2 separate regions of the Mus musculus genome follow, and region 1 is linked to region 2. The links are chromatin contacts, called in public HiChIP or PLAC-seq maps. All regions are on one chromosome and are shown on one strand. Each heading gives the region's core, a stretch centred on a gene start, on an enhancer-like site or on the middle of the called end of the contact. The rest is flanking DNA. Distances are from core to core; before and after follow the strand shown. Region 1 overlaps Bex6 (brain expressed family member 6). Region 2 holds the start of Tfrc (transferrin receptor).

Region 1 (7,052 bases), core at 479-2,978, 420 kb after region 2:
CATGATATGCCATAGTCCATATCCTGGGTCCACACTGGAAAGTTGTACAGGATTATGTTCACTGAGCCAAAGGAAAACTATAGGCACATCGGGGAGTGTCTGAGAAGAACAAAGTGACAGGGAGGTGGTGACTGAGTAGGAAGAGTCATGTGGGACATGGCGCATGCCAGCACAACATCTTTGAATAGACAATATACATACCTGACCACAGGATAGACAGCTATGGAGACCACACATGGATATGCTCTTCATTTTTCAGTGGTGCCTTAGGGGCACCCCAGGCACTTGCACACTTGCAAATGCTAGACAAACTATCTCCAGCCCTTGGCTGTGTGTGTGTGTGTGTTAGGTTTTTCAAGACAAGATTTCTCTGTGTAGCCCTGGCTATCCTGGAATTCACTCTGTAGACCAGGCTGGCCTTGAACTCACAGAGACCCACCTGCCTCTGCTTCCCCTTTGCTGAGTTTAAAGTCACATGTCACCACCGCCCTGTGGCCCTTGGCCTCATGATGTAGCTCAGGCTGGCTTTGAACTCACTATGATGCTCTAGCTGGTCTTGAATTCCTGTCTCCTTTATCTCATGAATGCTGAGGTAGAAGACGTGGACCATCGCCATGCCCGGCCTATTTTCAGGTTTATTTATTTTATCTTACGTGCATGGGTGTTTTGCCTGCATGTATGTGTCTGTTACCATGTGCATGCCTGGTGTTTATGGAGGTCAGAAGAGGGCCTCAGATCTCCTGGAACTGGAGTTTCAAATGGTTGTGCTCCACCATGTCAAAGAAAAAAAAATGTTTCCAATAAAAAAGATTCCACTTGGGTAAAAATTTAAAAATGAATACAAATGTAAATATGAACCAGATGTGCTCCATTGCACGTGCCTTTAATCCAGCCCTTGAACTTGAGGCGGGCAGATCTCTCTATGGGCTGGGGGCTAGCCTGATTTATCTACATAGTGAGTACCAGGGTAGCTGGGACTACATAGTGAACCCCTGTCAAAAAAGAAAAAAGAAACATCGCAAACAAGTGTTATGGAAAGACAATGAGAAATTAAATTTTCTTAAAAGGGAGTTTGTTTTAGAAAATACAGTTCTGATGTAAATAATTAATGCTGGTACACTTAATCTGAAATGTTTGTGGCATTCGGGTATTGGGTCTGTCATCACAGGACTTGGGAGGTTGGAGCAGGAAGATATTGGGTTCAAGGGCAGGCTGGGTTACACAGCAAAGCTCTGTCTCAAAGACAGAGAGGGACCAAGACCCTCCCTGAGGACAAAAATGACCCGAGTCAAAATGTCTAGCCTCTTTCCCTGGTCAGGGAGACCCCATACATACATTTGAGGTGCATACAAGCTTTATTAATTTTCCATTTAGGTCCGGGCTGCATGAACATGATGAGACTTATGGTTCCTGGAATGGAGTTTCTTTCAGTTGTGAAAATTACAGTGTCAACCTCCAGACCTCTGTCTGCTCCTTAGACAGCACCGGTGGGGTAATCTGTGCAGGCCCTCCCTAAACTGGACAGTAATTTACTTGGTCAGATCCCCTGAGTCCACATAGCGACCCCAGAGCACAGAGCAATGTGTTGCAGTATTCTCCCCCCCCCCCCCCCCCCCCCCCCCCCGCTGACTTTTCCTCTGGGCGACTTAGTTCTCAGAACACTCCCTGTGACAGAGAAGACAGAAGCAAAGGACACAGCGTGAGGAGTTCTGCTTTCTGTTACCGCCAACAGGACGGTACTGACCGCAGGCAGCCCGTTCCTTTCTTGCCTTATAAAGCCCTCAGAGGCCTTCTTCCTGTGTGGCTTTCACTTTCCCAGAGGACATGTGCTCTCCTTCCCCTCACCTTCATCTGTGGTCGCTCTCCCTTGTCCAACTCGGCCTCACTTTCTCCCACAGAGACGAAGAGGCTTCTTGAAGCCCTTCCCTTTGGAAACTGCGCTTGGGGTCTCACAGGTCAAGACAGGGATCTTAAAGCCTTACTGGGGCTGGGGTGCAGCTCGGTGGTAGACCACTTGCTTAGATTGTGCAAAGCCCTGGGTTCGGTCCCTAGTGGTTTGACAGCCCCTCCTCCTCCGGGGAGGTTACAAAAATCTTTGCCTTTCTCCAAAGGTGGTATTTTCTCAAGCTGTAGTCTATTCTTTCAACTTTAAATGGATGCATTGCCGGGTGTGGTGGCACACGCCTTGAATCCCAACAGAGGCAGAGGCAGGTGGATTTCTGAGGCCAGCCTGGTCTACAAAGTGAGTTCCAGGACAACCAGGGCTACACAGAGAAACCCTGTCTCAAAAAAACAAAAAAAAAAAAAACAAAAACAAAAAAAAAAAAACCCAACCCCCCCCTCAAATATATATAAATAAAAGGATGCTTTTATTTTATGTGTGTACCAAGTCTCTCTATATATATATGGACCTCCCATGCCTGCAGGTGCCTGCAGAGCCTGAAAAGTTATAGATGGTTGTGAAACATTGTGTGGATGCCAGGGACTGAACCCAGGTTCTCTGCAAGAACTGAAAGTGCTCTGAACTGTTAAGCCATCTCTCCGACCCCTTATTTATCTTTATTTTTGGAGACAGGGGCTTGTCCCACACTGCAGTCTGGGAAAACCAAACCGTGTTGCCAAGGATAGCTTGAACTTCTGATCTCCTTGCATTGTCTGTCAAAGCTCTAGCAAAGCCCTGTCACCCCCCATTCTGTCACCCACGAAAGTGCAGCTGCTTTCTTCCAAGCCCGTCATTTCCACTCTGGCACCCAATTTCTCCTTCTGGCCAAATTTAGGCACAGAGTGCCAGTTCCTCTCACTACTTCCTCGGGCTCTGTGGAAGATGAAACTGTCAGTCAGCAGTCAGGAGGGCTGAGCTCTCCATGTGTGTGTGTGTGTGTGTGTGTGTGTGTGTGTGTCACTCCCCACAGGATGTAGGGCCAAAGGGAAGTCGAGCAACTTGCTCTAGCTCATCCATAGCAAGCAGTGGAACGCTGGTTTTGCAGCCAGGCCCAGACTCCAGAGGCTAAACACAGGCTCCCATGTTGAGTATCAGAGCACAGCTAGATGGGGGCGGGCAGGGGGAAGGGGTCAACCTAATCATCCACTTAAGGGAAGAAGGGACTTTAACAGGACTCAGTAGCCAGCGTTGGTTCAAACTTCCAGAGTCTGACACCAGGCAGTTTTTTTTTCGGCATATGTAAGCCCAGTACAATTTGGAAAAATTTCTGGTGATAATTAACTCAATCTCAAGTGTACAACAAAGCTTAAGATGTGCTTAGACTGAAACTCTTTTCATAGTACACATGACATCTTCCATAAAAATGGGTTCTATTGAGGGGAAATATGCTCAAAGGTCCAGGGAGGAGGAGTCTGGGATAAACATGTGTGTCCTGGTCCTACAGGTAGCACAGGCTATTAATACATCCAGTCCTAGCTTTCTGGGTGGAAATCAAGTATACATGTCTTCCTTTGAAGAGACAACCCTAGGCTGGGCAGTAGTGGTACAAGTCTTAAATCCCAGCACTCAGGAGGCAGATACAGGTACGTCTCTGAGTTTGAGGCCAGACTGGTCTACATAGAGTTTCAGGACAGACAGGGCTACACTAACTGTCACAAAAAAAACAATGTGTGTGTGTGTCTGTGTATATGTGTATATATAGACAACTGTTTAACGTTTCTGTTTTCCCTACTGTTTTATCTGTGAGCACAAGGCATCGGGATCTGCATGGGAACCTCTCTGCCTTGGTTACTTTTGTTATGGGGTAGGTAGAGGGTTTGTGGTTCTAACTCTGGTTCCATGATCTCTATTAACCCTCCCTGAAGCCTTCTATCCAGTATTTCTCCTTCCACCCTTGGCTTTTTTTTGCTTTTCTTCTCCTCCTCCTCTTCCTTTCCTCTACCCTCCTCCTCCCCTCCACCTTCCTCCTCCTTTTTATCAAGCTCCATTTTGATGCAACATTTATTGTTCTTTTATGAAATATTTCAAAACTTTATTTTTGGTTTAGAAACTGCTTATATAATCCATTTTGCAGCAATAACTCAAACAAACATACAAACAACCTACTTTTTGCATACGCACCCAGCAAACACATCCCCCTCATTTGCCAGCAGTTTATCTGTGGGTTAGGAAGGCTCAGGCAGCACTGGGAGGAGGGCAGGCTCTTTACCATGGCCCTGGTGGGCAGATTTCCTGTCCTCCTCCAATTCTGGGAGACAGGATCAGAGAGCCGTAGCTTCTTCTTCACCATACAATCTTCTCTCTGCCACCCAAGTGCTGATCACAGGCATGTGTGACAGTTTCGGAGTACCTCTCACTTTCCATCCTTGTGACCTGGTCCCCACTCTGTTCCTGCATGAGTTGCCTGCTTACTCTCTGGGAGTCCTCATCCTAATCCTCAGAGTGGGAGGCCACACTGAGCCTAGCAGAGCCCCGAGCCACTAAACGGTGCATACCCGAGGACTGAATTGGTGAGAAGTTCCAAAGAAAAAGGCCTGTACCTGGGAATCCTCAAAAAGGTCAAGTACGCTCCGCTACAAATGTAGGGCTTTGTGGAATGCTTGCTTTTCTGTTTATTTTGTTTTTTGAGACAGGGTTTCTCTGTGTAGTCCTGACTGTCCTGGAACTCACTCTGTATACCAGGCTGGCCTTGAACTCAGAGATGCACTTGTCTCTGGCTTCTGAGTGCTGGAATTAAAGGCGTGCACCACCATAGCCTGGTGGGGGGTTTTTTGTTTCGTTTTGTTTTTATATTATGGTGTGTGTGTGTGTGTGTGTGTGTGTGTGTGTGCGCGCACACGTGTGTGTATTCATGTATGTGTATCTGTGTGTGTGTGAGTGCATACACAGGCTTCTGCTTTTGTAGCAGCCCAGAATAGCATGGATTCATGCCAAGTAACCAAATCCCATCGGTCATGGTACAGACAGCTAATGGCCACTGAGTTACGAGGGCCCTCAGTGGCAACATTTCATCTTCTTAACGTTTCTGTGAAGTATGCTCCACTATCAACTGCCTTTGGAATGTGGCCGGCTGCACAGAGAGACCAACAAGGATGGAGCCACACAGTTCTACAGGAAGCCATCACACAGTTCTACCGGAGCCTAACACAGAACAAAGTCTAGCCAAACCTGTCAGCTCACCCAGCAAGTTTTCTGTTAATTCTTTTCTTTTCTTTCTTTTTTCTTTTTAAACTGCTTTATTAATTTCAAATTATGAAAAAGGAGGGTTTTTTTTTCTAAAATGGGTTAAATTTCCATGCTGGTAGGAATGTTTAGAACTAAATGCAACAAGTAAACAATATTTACGTAGAAACCGTTAAGTGGAAACATGGAAAGTTTAGAAAAAATAGCCCACTAAATACAAGCTTGTAAAACAGTAGTCACTTTATGAGCCCAGAGAAAATCTTAGATTTCAAGGAATGAGGCCTAAGTTGTAATGACTGTCAGATTCCGGTGTGAGGAACCACTTGGAAAACCTCATCCACTGCTCCTGACTCTTTCTCTTGGCTTCTGTCTCCTGCCCTACAAATCTCCCAGCATCCTCTCTCCCTTCACTGTGATCAACATGTCTGTTGGGTGTGGGCCATCTAAAGTTACACACAAGTCGCCTGACTTTCCTTTTGACATAACCTCCAGGATTCTTGGTCTCTACCTCTTCCAGAAGGTGGGATTCTTCTTCACTGTGTCTGGAGGCCTCCCCACCTTTGTCTTTCTCCACAGTGAGATCTTGTATGACTTGTTTGACTTTGGACATCATTTCTCCTGGACCGATCCTTGCCTCCTTCTCTTCCTAGCGATGGTCACCACCAGATGCGCTTCTGCTTCTCAGACCTGCTCCACTCTTCCTCCTCCTGTTGCTTTCCCTGGCACTCTGAATGCCACCAGGAACTGTGCCACCAGGAACAGGTGCCTCTGTTAGGAAGGGACAGCGGACTGGAGACAGTGCCCTGAAAATTATTTCCAATGAGTTAATGTTATTTTAGGTGACTTTTAGGTGGGAAATATCTCACTAAAATTTACGATTATAAAGTTGAGTCTGCAAACAACTATACTCTTATCAATAATTCTAGTGGCTATGTTCAGTGTTACAATGATACAGAGTTGTAATTTCAGAATGGCTTCAGAGGTAATTAGAACCCAAACTAAATATGTGCCTTTTTTTGTTTGTTTGTTTTTTTCGAGACAGGGTTTCTCAGTGTAGCCCTGGCTGTCCTGGAACTCACTTTGTAAACCAGGCTGTCCTTGAACTCAGAAATCCACCTGCCTCTGCCTCCCAAGTGCTGGGATTAAAGGCGTGCGCCACCATGCCCAGAGATTCTTGTTCATTCTTATTTTTGAGTCTGCTCTGTGACCACATCCTTTGTAATTGCACTGTCTGTCTAATGATATCTCTGCTTATATTCTGGGCATGCATTGATTATGCAAGTCCTGCCTATATTCTCATTCAATTTAAGAGAACATTGAACTTCTAGGTGTTTCCAGGTCTTACTTGCCCTAAAGTATCCCCCAGGGAACAGCCAAGCAGGCTAGATGAGTCTTGCTAGGAGAATTCTCCCATTCTCTCAGGTGTCTTGCTTTCCTCTGGAGCAAGCAGCGGACTGCCATTTTCCATGTTGGCTAATTGAATACAGCACTGGTTTCCCTGGGGGTGGTGCGGGGAGAGTCGGTTCTAGGGCATCCAAAGAGCTAGAAGCGATATCATTTTACTCCCAGGGGACTGAAAGCTATTCCCACTTTCTGGTTACTTCAGGAGGAAGCTTTTCTCTCTTTCTTTTTCTTTTTTTCTTTTCTTTTTTTTTTTTTTTCTGTTTTTTAGACAGGGTTTCTCTGTGGAGCCTTGGCTGTCCTGAAACTCATTCTGTAGCCCAGGCTGGCCTGGAACTTAGGTCTCCCTCTGCCTCCGCCTCCCAAGTGCGGAGACTAAGGTATATGCCACCACTCCTGGTGCCACCACTCCTGGTGAAGGAGTAAGCTTAATTTTAATTTCCAGATCCTAGTACTGCCATCCTTCCCACGTCTCTTCTGAACCATCGTTCTCGAATCAAGCAATTTGTAGTTGTTCCACCGTAGT
Region 2 (6,535 bases), core at 537-3,036:
AGGTTTTAGTTTTAAGAGCCTACTTTGCTGGGTGTGGTGGCACTTGCCTTTAATCTTATCACTCTCCAAACAGAAGCAGGTGGATCTGAGTTCAAGGCTACCCATGGATTCATAGGGGAGACCTTCTTTGGGAAATTGAAAAGGCAATAGGAAATAGGTAGCAGGTTTTCATTTCCATAGTTTTCTGAATAGCAACCAAAAGGTCAAAACCACTTGAGGTCACTGAAGTTTATTTTGTATAGCACTCATCTGGGAGAGAAGGAAATCACTTACACATAGTAGACCCAAGGCCTGAGGGTCGTTTAATTAACTTTCATTGTTGTCTAACCCAAATTTAGCCCATAATCTTGCCCTATTATAAATAAGCACATTGCCACAAGCATATAACTACTTAGCCTTAGGGTGGGGTTAGGCAGACAGATCTAACCAGTCAACACAGGCCAGGTTCACAGCCACCATTCCTTGACAACATCCTCTCTCAAAGTAAAAAGTATTATGCTCTCTATATAAAAAACAGCTGATATTGGATTCCTGTATAAAGCAGTTTATTATAATCCTTAACAGAAAATAAATGCAAGTGGACCCACACAAGCTAAATCCCGTTTTCTTTGTAGATAACATCCTGAATCAGCTTAAATGTCTTTGTCAAAGAGGTCATATTTCACAGCTCAGAGCCAACTCATCTAATCTTAGAATAAAAGTATCAGGTAGCCGAGAATTTCTGTAACACAACTATTTCCCACTTAAATCCTATTTAAAAAAAAATAGCACAGAATAGCCGAGAATTTCTGTAACACAACTATTTCCCACTTAAATCCTATTTTAAAAAAATAGCACAGAAACTGAACAGCAATCCAGTCCAGTCTTCTGCCTAAGTATAAGGAGATCATTTCATTTTACGCTCGGGACAAAGTGTGCTAACTGAAAAATTTGCAAATGCAGTTTTCTTACCCTCAAACACCATTTTAGAGAGCTGTCCAACACCAGGGTGCACGCTGGTTCTCTACAGCTAGTTCTAAAAGAGCTCGTACAAAGAGGTCGTATTTCTACGTTCTCCCATCTTAGGAGATGCTAGAGACGTTCTTAGTATTACCTGCAGCGTTCAGACCTATTCTGCCCTAGAAAAATGAGATTCCACACGCTGGGCCAAGAGGGAGAGACTGGCAAAAAAACCGACCAGGTGGTGCCGAAGTTCCAACGTGCAGTTATTGGAAGCTCCCCCCGCCCCTCTAAATGTCCGTGACACTAGTAACCGAATAGAAAACAGCTTTGTCCTTTTCAGCTGTGACGCCCTCCTGCGAGGGGCCCCAAGGTCACCCACGTACCCCGACAGCCGTTCCCTGGGGCGACTTCCTCCAGCCGCCACCACGTGCTCCCGGCGGAACAAGCCTGCGCCTCAGCGTGGTGACTCTCGAACCCGCGGCCTAGCACTGGCCTGCGAAGGCCCGGAGGACCCGAGGGGCGCAGGGTACAGCGGCTCCCCACACCCACCGCGCTGCACCTGCAACCCGCGCTCCTCAGCCCCGGACTCCGCGACACCCCTCCGCCTCCCCGCCCGCACCACCCAGGCCCTGGCGTCTCGCTCTGGTCCGCCCGCCACGCGAGGACCACGATGGGCCGTGCCGCTGACAAGGGAGTCACTCACTAGGAAGCGCCTCTACAGTCCGCAATGCAGCAGCCCGCGCTCCGCACGCCTTCTGAAGGCAGCGCTGCCTCCCACCCAAAGCTTATAGCTCGGCCCCACCCCCCGGCCGGCCCTCTGGATCTACGTCACTTCCTTCCGCACGTACACCTACCGAGGTGCTCCCCCAAGACCGCTGGAGGCGAACTGCGCGCGCAGCCAGTGCGTGCGCGGAGTAGCCTAGAAAAGGCGCCAAGGCGGCAGGTGTCGGGAGAGCGCGTGCGATTGGCTGCGGCTCGCTTTCTCCACCGCACCCCTCCCCCGCCGTGTCTTTGGAGTTGGCCTGTCGCCCTCCGCCTAACCTTGACCGACACCCAACCCTGCGGTGCAAGTTCGAAAGTATCAGCCTTTACTCTTTAAAATATTCCTACTTGCAGGCTTAGGTCTCCGCCAAAACCATATCCTAAAGACGAGTTTTTGCAGCTCAGAGATGCTTTAAAGGAAAAACTTTAAAGCAAAACTGCAAATCTTTTTTTTTTTTTTTTTTAGATTTTAACAAGCAGCGCTTAAGCCAAGCAAAGAGCTACCAGTGCTCACTATGTTCAGCCTATGGAAGGGAAATAGGAACCAATGATTTACTAGGGTGATAAAGTTGTAGATTAACTTGCATGTTTATCGCCATTATTGCTTTTAGAGGGTTGTTGCAATGCATAGCAAATAAAAGGAGTTCTGTTAAAACTGCAAACGTTCACACTCTTTTCTTCCTATCTGTACTTTACTGCCCAGCCTGTGGTAAATTTACAAATAACAAAGAGAGTGGTATCTTAAACCACAACAGGACTACAGATAGCGCGCTCCCAGATGGAGCCCTTAGGGACCCTGGGAATGTCTTTTAAAGTACTAATCTACTTCCCAGCCACGAATTTGACCTTTGGCTTATCTGCTCTAAAATTCAACGCGTATTTGGGATTTACTAACTGCTGGTCCCTTTAGACCCTTCTTTGTCCAAATTGTACTACTCCAGAAAATATATATAAAGCCAGAGCACACAGCCATTGAGAGATCTCTGAAATTCAGACCATAAGCAGGTCTTGGTGGCACAGGCCTTAATTCCAGTGAAAGGCAGAGCAGGCATATCTCTTGAGTTCAGGCCAGCCTGGTCTACATAGAGAGTTCCAGAACAACCAGGGCTACAAAAAGAAACCCTGTCTAAAAACAATAAAACAAAAAACAAAAAAGGAAGAGGAAGAGGAAGAAGAGGGGGTAAGGAAGAGGAGGAGGGAGAGGGGGATGGGAGAGAAGAGGAAGAGGAAGGGGAAGAGGAAGAGGAAGAAGAAAAAAAAAAGAAGAAATAATGATTCCGGCTATAGACTGAGTCCCTGTAAGAGAAGCACAGAAGCACACAGCAGTGTTTGGTACCCCCATAGCTCAGAATTTGGAGCAGAAAGATGGGTGACTTCCAGGCCAGCTTAGGCTGTACAGCAAGAACCTCCATCTCAAAAAACAAATGAAAACAATGATGGCAGTTTGAAGTGAAGGTCTTTCTGTTTCACTTAAATTTTTTATTCTATTTTTAGTGTGTGTGTGTGTGTGTGTGTGTGTGTGGTTATGAACCTGGGTGCTCATGAAGTCAGAGGACAATGTTTGGGAGTTGGTTGCCTCCCATCTTGTGCAGGATCAAACATAGGTATTTACTGGGCCATCTTATGGCAAAAAAAAAAAAAAAAATTTTTTTTCTTAAAGACTGGGTCTCGGGGAGATGGGAGAGGAAGTTTGTGGAGGGGAAACTGGGAAAGAGGATAACATTTGAAATGTAAATAAATAAAATATCCAATAAGAAGAAAGAAAGGGAGAGAGAGAGAGAGGGAGGGGGAGAGGGAGACTTGATCTCATGTAGCCCAGGCTGGTCTAATCCTCCAGTCTCCATCTCCAAAGTGCTGGGAGTACAAGCCTATGCTACTACACCCAGGATGCTAAAGAAGGAGCCCGGGGCATCCTGGGTGGTAGGCAAGCTCTCTACTAACTGAGCTGCACCAAGCCTGGGGTGAAAATTTGATACCTTTGTGAAAATAAATAAATAAATAAATAAATAAATGGTTTAGGAAATGCAATTGAATACTATTTGTTTCTATGGAATTGCAAGTAGTAGTTTTATACTAACTAACAGAAATTATAAAGTCAACATCAAAGAGAATGCCAATATTTTTCTTTTCACACTTGATCTTAGCCAAAAGGCCGAGAAGTGGTAATAATTTTCTTTTCATGCATTATCGAGTGATAGTGGACTCGATATGATTAACTCCCCCACTAACCCCTTTTGCCGGGAGGTTTGCAGGCTCCCCCTCCTCTGCAACCTCAAGAAAATGAATGGTAATTTGTCTTCCTTTGTTGCAGAGCTTGTATATAACAGAATAGAAAAGAAACCATTTCTTTTGCCTCCTATTCTATACATTCACCTATTTTGTCATGGATTGTCATTTCTTGTTAGCATGACAACCAAAGTGAGCGTTTTCTCTTCTACTCCAGGAGGCTCAGTAGTTTACAGGATTGAAATGAAACATGCTTGGTTAGCTTTTAATGCCATCTCTGTGAGCCTGGTCTACATAGTGGACACCAGGACATCCAGAACCACTTAGTGAGGCCATGCCGGTGGGGGCAGGGTGGGGGTGGGGGCCACATGAAACATAGTTTGGATAACTTTTATTTAAACTACCCATTTTCAGAAGTCAATCTTCCGCAGACTGCTTTTCAAAATAAAAACCAACAAAAGGATTCTTCCAGTTCCACCAAAAGGTGCACAGGCGCACTATCATATGCACTAGAGTTCTCACTATCATATGCACTAGAGTTCTCACTATCATATGCACTAGAGTTCTCACTATCATATGCACTAGAGTTCTCACTATCATATGCACTAGCGTTCTCACAAAACCAGGCTGGGTGGTTCTCACCTTTAATGGAAGCACACTGGAGGAAGAGGTAGACAGATCACTGGGAGTTGGTGTCCTGGAACTCACTCTGTAGACCAAGTTGACCTCCTACTCAGAGATCCTCTGCCTTCCCTGTGCTGGGATCAAAGGCATGTGCCACCACTGCCAGGCTAAGACTCTCTCTAAAAAAACAAAACAACGAAAACAAAAAGGATGGGCAGGCCGTGGTGTCTCATGCCTTTAGTCCCAGCACTTGGGAGGTAGAGGCAGGTGGATCTCTGTGAGTTTGAGGTCAAACTGGTCTGCAAAGTGAGTTCCAGGACATCCAGAGCTACACAGAGGAACCCTGTCTTCAAAACCCAAAAGTGTCTATAATGCAAATGTGTATAAAAAGGTGCAAGTGTATATGTGGTGTGATCGAGTGTGTTTTCATGTGTGTGTCTAGTTACACAAGCACATGTGTGCATATGGGTGGGAAGGCCAGGGATTATCCACTCTCCAATTGATTTCCCGTAGAACCTGGAGCTAGGTCTTTCCAATAGTCTAGCTAGTCACTTTGCCTTGGGAACTCTATCTCGGCTTCCAAGCGCTGGGATTACAGATGGGATACCAGGTCTCACCCAGCTTTTATGTAGGTTCTAGGGATCTGAACTCCAGTTCTGACATCTGAATGGACAAGAGCCTTATCCACTGAGCCGTCTCCCCAACCCTCTGGCTTCTGTCTAACTGGACCTCATTCCTACATCCCTGTCCCCTTTCTCTTCCCAGACTTAGGCAACCACCACTCTGTTCCCAACTTCCATCCTTGCTGTTACAAATGATAACATTTCTTTTTGCTGTTATTGTTTTATTTTTTGAAACTGTGTTTTTCCTGTAGCCCTGGCTATCCTGGAATTCCCTATGTAGACCAGGCTGGCTTTGAACTCAGAAATCTTCCTATCTCTGTGTCTGAGTGGTAGGAGTGAAGGTGTGTACCACCGAGCCTGGAATCCCATTACCACGGCTCTTATTTGCTTACTCTTTAAGTACACATTCTGCTGTTTGTCTTTTCAGTGCTAAAGGCTTCTCCCAACCCACTCCATTCTTTACATGTCTTTTCCCATCATACAACATTACTCAATACATAATAACATTGTTACCTTGGTCAACACAAAGCACAGCTCAGGAGTCCCTAATTGTCCCAAATAACACATTCCTAGGAAAACAATTCCATGGAGGATTTTTTGTTTGCTTGCTTGGTTTCTCTTTGGTTTTCTCTTTTGTAGCCCTAGCTGTCTTGGAACTCACTCTGTAGACCTGGCTAGCCTTCAACTCAGAGATCTGTTTGCCTCTGCCTCCCAGCAAGGTATTTTAAGAAAATATAGGAGCAAGGGGTTGTAGTGCGATCTCTCACAATAATCTCAAGTTCCAGGCCAGCCTAGGTTACACAGGGAATTTTTTTTGTTTTGTTTTGTTTTGTTTTTTTGTTTGTTTTTTTTTTTTTTTGTTTTGTTTTTTTGAGACAGGGTTTCTCTATGTAGTCTTGGCTGTCCTGGAACTCACTTTGTAGACCATGCTGGCCTCGAACTCAGAAATCCGCCTGCCTCTGCCTCCCGAGTGCTGGGATTAAAGGCGTGCGCCACCACGCCCGGCTACACAGGGAATTTAAAGGCAGTCAGGAACACGTAGCCTCTAGAAAGGAGTTTGAATGTTTTTACCATAAGGACAAAATTAACGTTTAAGGAGACCTGTCTGGATTGATTTAAACATTACACACTGTGTAAATTCACCAAAATGTCTTGAGGTTCACTTTTTATGCCTTTTGGTTTTGTTTTTAAGATTTATTGATTTATTTATTAAATGTAAGTACACTGTAGCTGTCTTCAGACACTCCAGAAGAGGGTGTCAGACCTGTTATGGTTATGAGCCACCATGTGGTTGCTGGTATTTGAACTCAAAACCTCTGGAAGAGCAGTCACTGCTCTTAACCGCTGAGCCCTTTCAC

What was found. HiChIP or PLAC-seq counts read pairs in DNA pulled down with a chosen protein or histone mark.
Region 1: an H3K4me3 HiChIP or PLAC-seq map of the SCID.adh cell line shows a contact between it and region 2, with 11 read pairs. The contact joins the enhancer-like site here to the promoter of Tfrc in region 2. A contact is called at or near these places in 5 of 39 promoter capture datasets (the C10 cell line, the HPC-7 cell line, cranial neural crest and 1 more), 1 of 484 Hi-C or Micro-C datasets (pancreatic cancer cells), 4 of 115 datasets of contacts at active chromatin or transcription factors (the SCID.adh cell line, effector CD8 T cells, memory CD8 T cells and 1 more) and 1 of 9 other capture datasets (adipose tissue).

The regions. Positions count from the first base shown.
Region 1 is chr16:32,185,062-32,192,113 of GRCm38.p6, reverse strand. Bex6 (brain expressed family member 6) reads right to left here. Exons shown (of 3, transcript NM_001033539.2): 3 at 5,170-5,928. The coding sequence starts at 5,738. The coding sequence ends at 5,394. Among named protein-coding and RNA genes, the nearest start is that of Bex6, 8.8 kb to the right of the region's middle. Within about 2 kb of position 1,728, at least 134 of the 459 cell types and tissues checked have an H3K27ac peak or open chromatin away from gene starts, as enhancers often do. A contact at or near this core is called in the HPC-7 cell line, the SCID.adh cell line, adipose tissue and 2 more, where this site is marked.
Region 2 is chr16:32,604,147-32,610,681 of GRCm38.p6, reverse strand. It overlaps Tfrc (transferrin receptor), which reads right to left and starts at 1,786. Exons shown (of 19, transcript NM_011638.4): 1 at 1,646-1,786.